Linked DNA regions of Mus musculus: all the other regions are linked to region 2. A link is a contact called in public promoter capture Hi-C data. All regions are on one chromosome and are shown on one strand. Each heading gives the region's core, a stretch centred on a gene start, on an enhancer-like site or on the middle of the called end of the contact. The rest is flanking DNA. Distances are from core to core; before and after follow the strand shown. Region 1 holds the start of Clpb (ClpB caseinolytic peptidase B). Region 2 holds the start of Rps3 (ribosomal protein S3). Region 3 holds the start of Anapc15 (anaphase promoting complex C subunit 15). Region 4 holds the start of Folr1 (folate receptor 1 (adult)). Region 5 holds the start of Nup98 (nucleoporin 98).

Evidence for each region. Promoter capture Hi-C pulls out the DNA fragments that hold promoters and counts their contacts. Capture Hi-C pulls out chosen DNA fragments and counts their contacts.
Region 1: a contact with region 2 is called in a promoter capture Hi-C map of adipose tissue, with 3 times the contacts expected there. The contact joins the promoter of Clpb here to the promoter of Rps3 in region 2. A contact is called at or near these places in 3 of 39 promoter capture datasets (liver, neutrophils and pre-B cells), 1 of 484 Hi-C or Micro-C datasets (B cells) and 1 of 9 other capture datasets (adipose tissue).
Region 3: a promoter capture Hi-C map of pre-B cells shows a contact between it and region 2, with 4 times the contacts expected there. The contact joins the promoter of Anapc15 here to the promoter of Rps3 in region 2. A contact is called at or near these places in 5 of 39 promoter capture datasets (erythroid cells, liver, neutrophils and 1 more) and 1 of 484 Hi-C or Micro-C datasets (B cells).
Region 4: a contact with region 2 is called in a promoter capture Hi-C map of liver, with 10 times the contacts expected there. The contact joins the promoter of Folr1 here to the promoter of Rps3 in region 2. A contact is called at or near these places in 2 of 39 promoter capture datasets (both in liver).
Region 5: a promoter capture Hi-C map of pre-B cells shows a contact between it and region 2, with 4 times the contacts expected there. The contact joins the promoter of Nup98 here to the promoter of Rps3 in region 2.

The regions. Positions count from the first base shown.
Region 1 is chr7:101,662,421-101,665,120 of GRCm38.p6, reverse strand. Clpb (ClpB caseinolytic peptidase B) reads right to left here and starts at 1,370. Exons shown (of 16, transcript NM_009191.4): 1 at 908-1,370. The coding sequence starts at 1,310.
Region 2 is chr7:99,482,376-99,485,075 of GRCm38.p6, reverse strand. Rps3 (ribosomal protein S3) reads left to right here and starts at 1,367. Exons shown (of 7, transcript NM_012052.2): 1 at 1,367-1,484; 2 at 2,376-2,506. The coding sequence starts at 1,455. It overlaps Snord15a (small nucleolar RNA, C/D box 15A), which reads left to right and starts at 2,144; the gene lies at 2,144-2,291.
Region 3 is chr7:101,894,990-101,897,689 of GRCm38.p6, reverse strand. Anapc15 (anaphase promoting complex C subunit 15) reads right to left here and starts at 1,359. Exons shown (of 6, transcript NM_027532.4): 1 at 1,240-1,359.
Region 4 is chr7:101,869,491-101,872,190 of GRCm38.p6, reverse strand. Folr1 (folate receptor 1 (adult)) reads left to right here and starts at 1,403. Exons shown (of 7, transcript NM_001252554.1): 1 at 1,403-1,582. It overlaps Gm35597 (a long non-coding RNA gene), which reads right to left and starts at 1,480. Exons shown (of 3, transcript XR_378387.3): 1 at 520-1,480.
Region 5 is chr7:102,208,821-102,211,520 of GRCm38.p6, reverse strand. It overlaps Nup98 (nucleoporin 98), which reads left to right and starts at 1,355. Exons shown (of 33, transcript NM_001287164.1): 1 at 1,355-1,503. It also overlaps a transcript of Pgap2 not described here.

The sequences.
Region 1 (2,700 bases), core at 121-2,620, 2.2 Mb before region 2:
AAGACAGTACAAGATCCTCCGTGTCCTTGTTCCTCATCCAGAAGTCCTTTCTTTCCAAGCGGCCCCATCTTATTAAACAAACAAGGGAAGGTCAAGGCGGTCTCCAATCTTGTTCAACAATCTCAGAGTCTGGGGTGCATGGGACAGGCAGGCACTGACAACTGAAAACCTGAGAGGTTGGGCTCAGCCAGGCCACCCTTGCAGCTCCTGCTCAACTCTAAGCAACTGAGGTAAGAAGCCAATCTGAGTTAGCTACCTCCACCTCCTCCCTCCCTCCCCCACTGCTGTAAGTCTCCAGAGAGCAACTTTCAGCCAACTCCCTGTCCCCCAAGGCTTCACACACACACCCTCCACAGTATCCAGCTCATCTTAAACATGACACTAAGCAAAACTCTAAGCAACTAAACAGACTCTGAACTCCAGGAAAGGTCAAAATATTAGAGCACTGAGAGCTTGCCTTCATTAGACAGTGGGGAAACTAAGATTAGAGAGGAACATGGGGTCAGGCTAGCACCAGAACCAAGTGTCCTCCTTCCTTGGACCTATGTACGCAGAAAAACATGTAGAGGCGGTCCCTAAAGCTGTTGAGGCTTCCTGGAGACCTCTTGAAAGACTAATGGACAAGATATAATATTGGTACATAAAAGGACCGGGCTGTAATTAGTCAGTCCAATGTCCCCAATTATACTTGTATACAAACTGATCCCAAAGAGGGTGCTAGACCTACGATGGGAAATGATGTAACTTCAGTGAGTTTTCCATCTGCTGCTCCTGGCAGCAGAAGGTAACTGGGTTTCTTCAAGGTAAGGTTATGCGGGTTTAAATTTACAAATACCTTCAACCTTCCAAAGGAGTCATGACCCACCCACCCACCTCTCCCTTGAACCCAGTTTGACCCCATAATCACCCTTGTTGGATGGATTCTTGCTGTAGCACTGAACCACCAGCGCCATGGCCAAGGCCCACATGCCCAGACCCGTCTTGTTGGGGACCCCATTCCAGCTGTCTTGTCCCGGGAGTGTTTCTTCGGGGCTAGGACCGCGTTCCGACGAGGCGGCAGTCAGGTATGGGATCTCGGTGCGTTCTCCACGGCGCCCCCAGGTGGCTGCCCCCCGTCCGGGGACGAAGGTAGAAGATGCTCCAGGGCGCACCCAAGCGGCAGCTCTCAACCGCTGCGGCTCCCCGCGGTCTCCGGTGACAACGCCACGGCCGTAAGCACCTCCCCGGCTTTGGAGAGATGGAGATTTGATTAACCCTAGGAAGAGCCGAGGCGCTGGCGTGGTTCTCCTCAACACCGCGGACAACATCATGACACCTGCTTCTAAAACCCGCTGGTGCCGGCCCCTGTGCTAGCCACGATCAACATGGCTGCCGCGGCGCGTTCGAAGACGCCGCTTATAAGGTGGGACTGCGCACTACCTCACGGGAGTGGTAGTCCACAGCCCCAGATCTTTCTCTAGCTGGAGACTAAACAAACTACATTTCCCCGAGGGCTGTGGAATGACATCACAATGACCGCTGACAGCGGAGCTGGAAGAATGTTGGGAAATGCAGTTCGGGCAGAGGGGCGTGGCAAAAAGGAAAACTCTGGTGGGGCGTGGCAATTAGGATTCAAGATTCCAGAGCCCCGTATTTGTATTAACACAGAACTTTAAGCCCTGCCTTTGGAAGGTGGGAACCTGAAAGAACGGGAATTCAAGGTCTGGGTCAAAATCACATTCTTGGTCTAGGTCAGCCCCAACTGTGTAAGATATCAAATATCAAATCAAAATATCGAAAATCAAAATACAGGAATCCTAGAACAACTTCCCTAGTGTTTAAATAAAATTGCATTTTCGATGAAGACCTGTTAAGTAACTTGTACCCCTCCCCACTTTTATTCTGAGTTGCTATTGCTTTTCAAAAAGATGTTGAGTGTTGGGAAAGGTGGTGTGTGTCCTTAATCCCAGCATTCCAGGCAAAGGCAAGCAGATCTCTCTGAATTTGAGAAAGTCTAGTTTGCATAGTGAGTTTCAAGATAGTCAGGGTTATGAGCCAGAGAGACTCTGTCTCAAAAGACTTTAAGACTGTGTGTGTGTGTGTGTGTGTGTGTGTTTAAAGATGTGTGTGTGTGTGTGTGTGTGTGTGTGAGTGTGTGTGTGTGAGATCCTTAGGTTTGGCAGCAAGTGTCTTTTATAGTTGAGCCATCTTGTTTGTTACATAATAGTGAATCTATGAATTGTGTTTCAGTTGATTCCTTCTGTAGTTAGCTGACAATTAGCTACTCATATATCTGTGTCTGGCCCCTTGTGTCTCACAGAATTACAAAACTGGGTTTGGGATTGTCTGGGGTGTTGTTTTACCCTGGCTCAAAGCTGTACCTTCCATAGAGTTGCTCCTGATCTAGAGGATACAGAGAAAGCCTTGTAGGCGGAATGCTTCCTGCTCTTGCATTAGAGCCTCTTGAGCTAGATCGAGGGAACAGTTTGTCTGGGCTGCCAGGGCTTCTGACAGGCCCAGGTACTTTGCTGGTTGGTATCCAGTGGTGCCTAGCTGGCTTGTTTGAATTGTTAAAGCAGGTTTTGGGGCTTTCCATTAGCCTGTTGGCTGAGAATAGGTCTTAAGCCTTGGTTTGCATCTGTCCCACTCAAGTCTCATGCCTGCGTTTACCTGTACATGGAGCACTCTAGCTAACATCCATTTTCCTAAGAAAGGTCAGTA
Region 2 (2,700 bases), core at 118-2,617:
ATAAGAAGGCAGCCATGGCTGTGGTGCACTAGAAATGGAGAAACAGCTTCATCAGGTGACAGACCAGTCTGACTCTGTCCCATGATTAGAAGCCATCTTGTTACAAGGTCAAAATAAGTTCATTCCTGTTTTCTGTAACACTTGGGTTTGATCCTGTCGTCAACCCATTTTCTGGAATTTGACATGTTCCATACTCCATTATACCCTGACTTCCACCCTGATAAGATGTTCTGCCAAGTTCCTGTGTAGCCAACATTCCCCTGGAAATCTCTCTTCCCTTGGAAACCACCTAGTCTTAGAAATTTTGAGTTATATAAATTCCACTTCTATGTTTGATGCTATTCTTTAAAACTCCACTTTAGGGAGATAGCCCTGTCTGATAGAAAATAAAACTTGCTTAATTTGTCTAAAAGAGTTTAAGTAATAGTTTTTACTTTTGTTCCGTGGGATTAATACAGGGTGAAACAGACTCCCGTGTTTCCAGTGTGAAGTGAGCCACACACTGCAGTACAAGTTATATCAGCAGGTTCTGCCTCTGGGCAATGAACTTTTGCTTGTGTGGACATCAGGGTCTGTGTGAAGGGAAGGTCCTATGGCCTAGATTTATACTATTCAACAGTCTGTCCCCGAAGCCCTGGTGCTTTATTATTTTGACAAGCCCCTGCTGCTGGTATTCCACCCTGCTGCGAGTCAAAAAAGTTCCTGTCTCGGAAAAACAAAACAAAACAAAACAACCAAAAAATAAAATTTTTTTTTCCCACAGGTTCTAGTGGAGGTGCTCACTACCAGAAATCCTACAAATAAGCCCATCTCATGGATCAGGGTTTACCTTTGTAATAATATTAAATCTGTGTGCATGTGCGCACGCATGTGTTTTATGCTTGCATATATGTATACGCAGCCATGGTTTTCTACTGTCCCACTCACTCTGTAACTTACTGAGCCATCCAGCTGGTCCTCTAAATACATTTCAATGAAAGTTTTCATTAGCGTGAACGTGAAGGTGGTAAAATCTGTTAGTGTGTGCTTATGCCTGTGGTTTGCACCTCTAGTCTGAAGGTTGCTCTTTTCAAATTTTTTATTTATTTACGTTTTTACTTTTGAGTCAGAAACTCATAAAGGCCAAGCTGGCCTCGAATTCGCTATGTAGTCAATGATGACCTTAAACTTGTGACCCTCTACTTCGTTAGTGCTGGAACCCCAAGCTTGCTGAGTACAGAGCACTTTCAGACCGGAACTAGATGTCTACTTCCTGTTCCGCCTACATTACAGGTTGCTAGGTTACACCCCCCCTACGCCGTTTTAGACGCAAAACTTCATTTCCCATGCAAAACTTCATTTCCCATGAACACTTGCAAGGGTCGCCGCGCTGCGCGGCGTCATTGCTCCCGCCCTATATACCTACTTCCGCCCGCGAGCCACTTCCTTTCCTTTCAGCGGCGCGCGGCTGCAAGATGGCGGTGCAGATTTCCAAGAAGAGGAAGGTAAGCGTCTGGGCCCGGTTCGGGAGTCCGCCGCGGGTTCTACAAGTGCCAGGGAGGCCTGTGGCTCCGTGATCAGTCCTGTGGAGCGTCTGGGGCCGCCTGCCGTCTCTTCGAGCCTCGGATGGCCGTAGATTGTGTATTGGGCCGGAGCCGGGCGAGTGCTGTGTGCCTGGGCAAGGGAGGGACAAACTCCTCGAGTTCTGGACCGACTCGAACACCGGGCGCCTCCAGTTCCGGACTAGACACCTTTGAGCGTTTCTTGGTCTCCATAATAGTAATCCTGTGGCACAGTTAGAGGGCGTGTGCCATCAGATCTAGTCCAGTTTCTTTAGTAAGTGAAGTTTAGCAGTCCCTTCTCTTAGTCGCGTGATCCTGCAAGTGGCCATAGTTGAAAGCCTACTTACTGACTGCTGCCGTGTTCACTCGGGACCCGGAGCTGCAGCGTCCCTGTGGTTATCATTTCATGGGGGAAAAGTGTGCAGGTTGCCAGGTTTAGAAATAGATGGTCTGTCGTTTGTGCTTATGCACACAGATGATAAACCTGTTTTGAGTCAGGATTCCTCTCCTATCCGAGGTACAACTTACAGTCCCAGCTGTACATGTGCTACTTGGAGACAGATTTTTCTTTGTCTCTTGGGTGTAGATTATGCCGTAGAGCCCTTCGATGAAGAGGTGATGACGAGTCTGAGTAGGAAGTGTTGTCTTTGTCCAAGATGCCTCACTATGCTGCGTTCTGTGGCACAGCTGAAAGCACTGTGGTCAAAAGAAACTTCCTAAAGATGACCAAGAGGCATTTGTCTGAGAAGGGTTGCTGCTTTTCTGTAGGGCCATTGGGCTTGCTCTGACTAACCCTGTCTTCACCTCAGAGGTAACTTGTTTCCTTTGGTTCAGTTTGTAGCTGATGGCATCTTCAAAGCTGAGCTGAATGAATTTCTCACTCGGGAGCTGGCTGAAGATGGCTACTCTGGAGTTGAAGTCCGAGTTACACCAACCAGGACAGAAATCATTATTTTAGCCACCAGGTAGAAATACCATTGATTGTCACCTGTAAATACTGTGTGTACTGAGATGCTGTGTAAACTTGGGCCAACCAAGCAGTAAATCTGGCCTCAGTGGGTGTAACTGCTTTGTTAGAACTGCATTTGGGAAGAACTTACCTTCCATTTAACGTGTGTGCTGGCGTTGTGGTGGGCGGCAGGTGGGATCTTGAGTAAAT
Region 3 (2,700 bases), core at 110-2,609, 2.4 Mb before region 2:
TACGACAAACAAAGAAAATAATGAGTAAAGCTGTATGTTGCTTAAAGAGAGAAGAGACTGGGAGCCAGAGATGGAATGTGGCATTGTGATTATGCACAAGATTAGCAATAGCAGAGATCTAGTAAAATTCATTTTAAATACACACACACACACGCACCACAAAACTTATTTTTTGCTCTTTTGATTCATGTCACATCCAACCAGTGCAAAATGGTGTGGACATGAACCACCTCTCTCACCAACCAGTCAAACTGCAGTACACACAACCAAGGATAAAAGAAATTCTCAGAGGGATGAGTAAATAACAAACAAATGAAGAATGAACTAACATGGAAGAGAACAAAATCAACTCTGTGGGCTGAAGCTGCTGACCAGGAAGGTCACCAAGAAGCTGAACTAAAACGCCCTGGCTCACAAACCCAGTGACATGTAGAGCTTGACTTTGGCCACACACTCGATGGGGGCTTAAATCCTACGCAAGGCAGGGATCCTGGCCCAGCACTGTAGGAAGGGCACAGGAAAAAATAGAGTTGGTGTCTACCTTGGTGTTTCCCCCTATTTTTAGTAAATGAAACAGGGTTACAATATTTAGCCCTGACTGTCGTGGAATTCTCTATATAGACCAGGCTAGTCCCAAACTCACAGAGCTCCGCATGCCTCAGCCCCCGGATGCTGGGATTAAAGGCGTATACCAGCCCCCACACCCGGCCCTACTCTAGCTTTTGTTCCAACTTAATTTGACCCACGCAGAACTAGACGCTGTCATTCCCTAGACCAAAGCCCCCCCAGGTCCGTGTGATGGGGGAAAAAAAAAAAGGCGCGTCCACCACGATCCCGAAAGCACTGACAGATTTTATATACTAAAATTCTACCCACCACCGCCCATTCTTTGCTCATTATGATAATGACTGCGAGATTGACCAACAGGAAGGAGGCAGGGGCGGGTCTCCGTCAGGATTTTGACCTTATAGGGATGCTAATCGCAAAATGCGCGCGGCCTGGCCGAAGCCAATTAACTGCAAGAAATGCTGGGTGACAGGAAGTGAAACCAATGCATGACGGACCATGTGCGATGGGTGGGGCTTAGACTCTAGGAAACGGCCAGTGAGCAGGATGTCTTTAAGAGTAAAAATGGGGAAAATGAACTGCTAGGGAAGCGAGTCAAAGGAACTGGGTTTCTCTGGAAGCCGGAAGAAAGAACAAGCAAGGAAACGGCAGCAGTCTCGTTTCCGCACTTACCGCGCCAAGAGCCGGCAGCCGGCGGCGACCCGGAAGCGTTTCCCCAGGTCTGAGCGGAAGAACCCACCAGAATCCGGGACTCACTAACGCATGCGTCTTGCGTCTCCTTTTGTTTCCCGCTTCAACACCGAGCCGGAAGTGATGTTGATGTACTTTAGTTACGTACTAGTTGGGGGAGGACCCTCGCTTGCCCCGCCTACCTGTCAGCTCCTCCTTGAATCTCCAGCGGCAGGGTTTCTCCAGGCTAGCCCCTCGCCTGCGTTCGACTAGTCCCGCCCTCCTGCCACTCGGCGGTGTTTGCGTGTTAATCTCCTCGAAATAGTATGGTTTCCAGAAATGTTCGCTTGTGTGGATGCCGTGTGTGCTGCTGCGTTCCAAGAAACATCTGTTTCTTCCCTTCTGTTCTCTCAGACTCGGTTTTCTGTTTGAACCCTTCTCCTCCTCCTCCTCCTCCTCCTCCTCCTCCTCCTCCTCCTCCTCCAACTCCTCCAAGATCTATTTATTATATGTAAGTACACTGTAATTGTTTTTCAGACGCACCAGAAGAGGGCATCAAATCTCGTTACGGATGGTTGTGAGCCACCATGTTGCTGGGATTTGAACTCGGGACTTTTGGAAGAGAAGTCAATGCTTTTAAGCGCTGAACCATCTCACCAGCCCCTCTTTTCTTCTTTTTTAATTTTGGTTTCTCGAGACAGGGAACTCAGAAATCCACCTGCCTCTGCCTCTGCCTCTGCCTCTGCCTCTGCCTCTGCCTCTGCCTCTCTGCCTCCCAAATGCTGGGATGAAAGGCATTCGCCAGCACTGCCCGGCATCCATTCTTTTCTTTCTGAGAGGATACCTTGAACATGCTAGACAAGCCTCTGTCATGGAACTACATCATATTCATAATATTTACTTTTCTTTTTTGAGACAAGGTTTCATTGCGTATTCCTAACTGGCCTGAAATTCACTATCTAGACCAGGTTGGCTTCGAAGTCTTCCTGTTGGTATTAAAGCTGTGTAACACCACGCTGGCCTCTTTTTTATCTATTTAAAATTTTATCTTATGTATATGTGTGTTTGAACATCGTGTGTGTGTGTGTGTGTGTGTGTGTGTGTGTGTGTATGCATGTGTATGTATGTGTAGGCCCAAGAGTGATGCTGGGAATTTTCCTCAATTGCTCTTCTATCTTATTCTTATTCAATACCACAAGTCCCTGCTATCGCTGGTCTGACTATCCAGGTTCTCTGAGAATTCTCTGTCTTTACAGAAATTACAGGCTGGTTGCCATAACCATCCAGCAATCATGTGGGTTCTGAGGACCCAAACACCAATCCTGGCTTCTTTTACAACAAGCACTTTAACCCCTAAGGTATCTCCCCAGGCCTGTACATTCTTTGTCTACGCTGTTTCTTCTGTAACTAGCATGATAATCTGCCTGGTTTTCCTCCTGTTCTTGGCTCTGGTGAAGAGTGATG
Region 4 (2,700 bases), core at 154-2,653, 2.4 Mb before region 2:
TTAATCCCAGCACTCGGGAGGCAGAGGCAGGCAGATTTTTGAGTTCAAGGCCAGCCTGGTCTACAAAGTGAGCTCCAGGACAGCCAGGGCTATACAGAGAAACCCTGTCTCGAAAAACCAAAAAAGCAAAAAAAAAAAAAAAAAATGTTTAGAAAGAGAGAAAGAAAGAAAGAAAGAAAGAAAGAAAGAAAGAAAGAAAGAAAGAAAGAAAGAAAGGCAGACTTTTATCCCAACAGTCGGGAGGCAGAGGGCAGGTGGATCTCTGAGTTCGAGGCCAGCCTGGTCTACAGAGTGAGTTCCAGAGCAGCCAGGGCTACACATAGAAACCCTGTCTCAAAAAGAAAAGAAAAAAAAAATCAGGCAGGAGAAGTAGTGTGGAGTCATAAGCCTTAGAATGCTGCTCCAGGATGCCTGATAGACTTCTCTCAAGCAAACGAACGACACCAGACTTGTAGACAAACTCCAGTGTCCACAGCCCTGAACAGTGTGAATGGCGCACATCGGGGGCCCGATACTCACCAAAGCTCAGGATTCTCTCCCCTGCAATCTGGAGGCCTTCTCTTGCTTCCTGGCCTTTAATCCCACTGTTGGATGTGGGGGGTTGTCAAACACCTTCCTGTTTTTTCAGCCTGGTCACAAGACACTAGCAGGCTGGGCCAGACTAGACACTGACAGTCAGTTTTGCTGATAATAAGCTGCTATCTCAGGGAGATACTTCTTGGACTGGCTCCAAGGTGACTGTGAAATTCTGTCCCTCCCTAGTGGTCAAATGATCTCAACACTTAGGCTCCGGATGGGTACAACACTTCAACATTCAGGGCATTAGGGCTCAAATGCAGTCAAATAGCTGATGGAGGTCCTACACAAGCTGCCTAGCTCTCCTAGCATCCCCCAGTCTCTGCTTGTTTTCAGGATCCTCCTGGTTGGCGTGCCTGGTTCCCTGACCTAAACCTTCTCCAGCCCAGGGCCTGGGCCACCCTTCTTCTAGTGGTTCTTCTCTATAGAATGCAGTCATTTTGGCTAAGCTGGTCTTTTTACCCTTTTGCACTTTTGGTCTCATGGCTTTCCCCTCTCCCCTCCCATGACCCAGCTCAGGGTCTTGTTCACTCTGGGCCCTTCCAAATGCTTTTCTGGCTAGGCTCTTCTCCATATCTACAATAAACTTTCTCCTCCACCATACCTAGGGGCTGTCATGGCCTCCTTTTTATTTCTTTTTTTCCTCACTCAGGCAGGAGCTGAGGCAGGGCAGGGTGTTCACTCCAGGCCCCAGCTCAATCTTCACCTCAAATCCTCACTGGAAAGGTTAATTATTCAGAAGCTGTAGAGCTCAGGAGCATCACCCAGGGGGCAAACCTCACTCTTGCAATAGAGGAGCCATAAAGGCCAGTTAATAATCAGCCCCGGGGCAGAGACAGCTTAGAAGGGCCTCCAGCTTTAGGCTTTATAGATACCTGGCCCACCCTTCCCCAGTCAGCAGGCTGATCTGGAAGTATAAACAAGAAAGGAGGCTGACGGCTCTAGAAGTCCCCAACCTGTTGTGATCTTCAGTAGACAAACACTCCTGGTGTGTCACAGGATTCAGGTACATGGCAGTGGCCAGGGCGAAGGGTAGCAAGACAGAACCAGGGACCTCCTGGGAGCCTGTCTCTCTTTGTAGGGCCTTGTTCTTTGGCTAATTTTCCCCCAGAGTCCAAATTGCCTCCTCTCTCTCCTTCCTCCTTCCCTTCTTCCTTGCCTTCCTTCCCCTCCTTCCTTTTCTCTTTCTCCTGACATTCACCAATGTAGTGGTCTCTACTATCTCACTTAAATTTCGGTTGAGACAGCTCCCACATCTATGTCCAATTTGGAGCCTTCCTCTGGGGCCACACACGCACAGGTAACTGATCAACAACTCCGAGTCTCCTGCTCAAATCTACTCCCCACTCCTTTATCCAACAGCAGCGCCATCCTGGGCTCCCAGTAAGGGATGGGTGGGGGACGGGGTCCTGTTTTGGCTGCAGTGAAATGTGGGTGATGTCAAAATTAGCTCAGATCCTTAAGGGTTCCCCCCACGCCCCCACGCCTGTAAAGATCTGTCACAGGAGTGGGAGGTGAGCAAGTGGAGAAGGAAAGGAAGCCTGGGCTTCCACAGCACTGAGGCTCTCGTCAGAAAGGTTAGGCCATCAGGGTCTTGTGACTGGAAGTGGGTGATAGCCTGGCTGGTGAGGTTGGGGGAACTTGTAGCTGAGAGAAGTTGGGGACATGGGATCTTCTGATTCTATACAACAGGCCTGGAAGTTGCAAGCCTGTGTTCTAGTGACAGTCCTGCCATTGGCTCTGGTGTGGTCCTCTGGGGCTCATCCTATTCATGTGTATAATAGGACATGGGTGTTGGTAGTGGATGGATTATTTTAAAGGATCTTAGCAGCTCAAGACACAATGTGAGGTGTTTGTTTGTTTGAGACAGGGTCTTTCAGTGTAGCCTTGACTATCCTGGAACTCTCTCTGTAGATCAGGCTGGTCTCAAACTTACAAAGATCTGCCTGCCTCTGCTTCCCGAGTGCAGGGATTAAAGGCATGCACCACCACAGCCCGGCTGTTTGTTTATTTATTTGCAATGCTGGGATTGAAACTGGGGCTTCACACATACTAGGCATGTGCCACCACCCAGCTGTTTGTTTATTTGTTTACTTGCAATGCTGGGGATTGAACCCAGGGCCT
Region 5 (2,700 bases), core at 106-2,605, 2.7 Mb before region 2:
TCTTTCAAGTATATACTGAACATCGACAATATATTATGTTTCTTCCATTTACTGTCTTTAAAAAAAAAAAAGAGATTTATTTATTTTATGTATACCAGGAGAGGGCACCAGATCCCATTACAGTTGGTTGTGAGCCACCATGGGGTTGCTGGGAATTGAATTCAGGACCTCTGGAAGAGCAGCCAGTGCTCTTAATCGCTGAGCCCATCTATCTCTCCAGCTCCTTTAAGATGTTTTTGTTTGAGGGAATCATTTAAAATTCTTAGCAAATCTCGTTTCAGTTCTATATTGATTTCCCAGGACGTGGTGGAGAGGTAGTATGTACCTCTTTTTTTTTTTTTTTTTTTTTTTTTTAACACAGCTCCTGTTATCTGTGAGACCTCAATAATTTAGAGAGGTCTGGTTTCTAGAACATGCCCACTCTTCTGCTCTCTGCTAGATCCTAGGAGAAAAGACACCAAAAGGATGAAAATGAAGCTTTGGCCCAGATCAGGGGAGGGAGGAGGCATAGAACGGAAAATAAATAAGATACAAAGTAACAAGGTCTTTACAAGCAGACTGCCTGAACTTCACCGGGACTTGTAAAGGTTACCAAATGTGTCCTGGAGAAGGCCGCAAGAAACCCAGAACAAGTATAGATTCTGAAAGTGCAGCTGAGGCTGAAGGGCCAAGAATCTCCTCATTGGGCTCAAGCTCTGTTAAGGCAAATCCATTGCTCAGGTCTATTCTAGAGATTCAGAGGGGGAAAGTGTACGGCGAGGGCTGGCTTGCGCTGGAAAGAACAGTGGGGAGTGGAGTGTCTGCAGACAATCTGTGGATTGATGGGTTTCCAGGAAGGGTCCTCCGGCTCTCCAAGTGCAAGCTAGGTGGCCAAGGAGCCTTCCCATCATTGCCCGCAGACAGGAGCTAGAGAAGGATAGAACAATTACCAGGTCATCCTTGGGACTTCCTTCTGATTGGCCGGAGCTTCCGTAGCGAGTCTCCGCGCTCCAAGGAAGGGGGCGGGGCCTGGACACAGCGTCACTGCGGTTTGGTGCTCACTCCTCTAGCCACGCACCAGCCCTCTTCGAGGGGCCTGTGTGACGTCATGAGCCTCTCTCAGCCAACCGTTGCGGCAGAGGGAGTGGGACTCTACATCCCTCCCCATCGTCCCTCCTTTCCCCCCCCCCCCCCCCTTTCCCGGCAATTCCTTACGCTCCTCCTCTTCCCCTCCGTTCCTAATCAGAGACCGCCTCCACGTTCGGTTTCAAAAGGATCGTCACCCAATGAATAACGGTGTGGGCCTCGAGTGGCGGACCGGCCCGCCAATGCCCGGCCGCCAAGGGCGGAGCGGCCGGAGCCGATCTCTGACGGTGGACGGCGTGTGACGCAGTCAGGCCTCTGCGCGCTGCGCCCGAAGCGGCGGTCGGTGGCAGCGGCGGCGGCGACGACGGTTTTTCTGGAGGCCGCGCGGTGAGCGGCGGGTGACGGGCGGACCTGGGCTCTCACTCCAGACGCACCGCTGTAAGTCGGGAGCGCTGCCGGGGCTGGGCGGGTAGATCTTCCTCTCTGTACCGGCATCTGCGCTGGACGCCCGGGGCCCTCTCCGCCGCCGAGTCTCGTGCCGGGCGCGCTCCTTCGGGCCTGCGTGAGGGGGCGGGGCCCGGGGCCTGCGGCCTGGCTCGGGAGGCCCTGGGAGGGGATCCAACTGTGTGGGGCGTAGGCCGGAGGGGTCTCGGGTCGCAGCCCACATTGAGTGAACCTCGCTTTCTCCGGTGCTACTCATTCATTCGCTGGGTGGAGGTGAGCAGCCCGCGGTAGGCAGACCCTTGCAGGGTGGTGCCTTGGGGGGACTTCAGTGAGGTCTCCCCGTCACTTCCTTGACCACTCTACAGGACACGTTTTGTCTAGGGTTCAACCAGAGGGTTGAGTGAGTCAGAACTGTGTTTAGCTTTTTAAGACACTGACAATTGTCTGATAAATAAAATGAAGGGTTCTTTCTGTTCCGTGTAAACCTAGGTGAGAAAGATTGAATTTCTGAGTAACTGGAGCCATAAGCGTTTAAATTGTCAATCGCCCCCACTCTGCCTCAAGTACAGAGGCTTTATTAGTGGGAGGTAGGTAGAGGAAGAGAATCCAGGTGTCTTGATTCAAGTCTAGTAGAATTTGTATACTCTTCCACCCTTCCTCTATGTTCCAGTCTCCCAATATTGGCAATTCTCTATTTGGTAGGGGTAAGGACCCAGCATTTGACATAATTTTCAAAAACACTTCTAGTTTAGCTGTTTTCATGTTCGTTTATATATAGTAAGATAACTTGATTAGTAGTACCCTGATGGGGACTTTTTTTGCTTTTTTTTTTTTTTTTTTTTTTTTTTAACTTCGGAGACAACCCTTGGTTGGCCTGGAATTCGCTATGTAGACCAGGCTTGCCACAGACTCAAAGAGACCACCTGCCTCTAACGCTGAGGTAATGAGATTAAAGGTGTTTGCCATCACATCCAGACTTAACATAGACTTTTGAGAACAAAACTTTAAAAATGATGAAATTGGCTTTAACCTTGGCAGTGCACACCTTTTATCCCAGCACTTGAGAGGCAAAGGCAGGAGGCACTCTGTGACTACAAAGCTAGCCTACTCTTCATACTGAGTTTCAGGACATCTAGGGCTGCAGAGACCCTGACTCAAAAAGCCAAGTGGGGTGGGGAATAAAACCAAGAT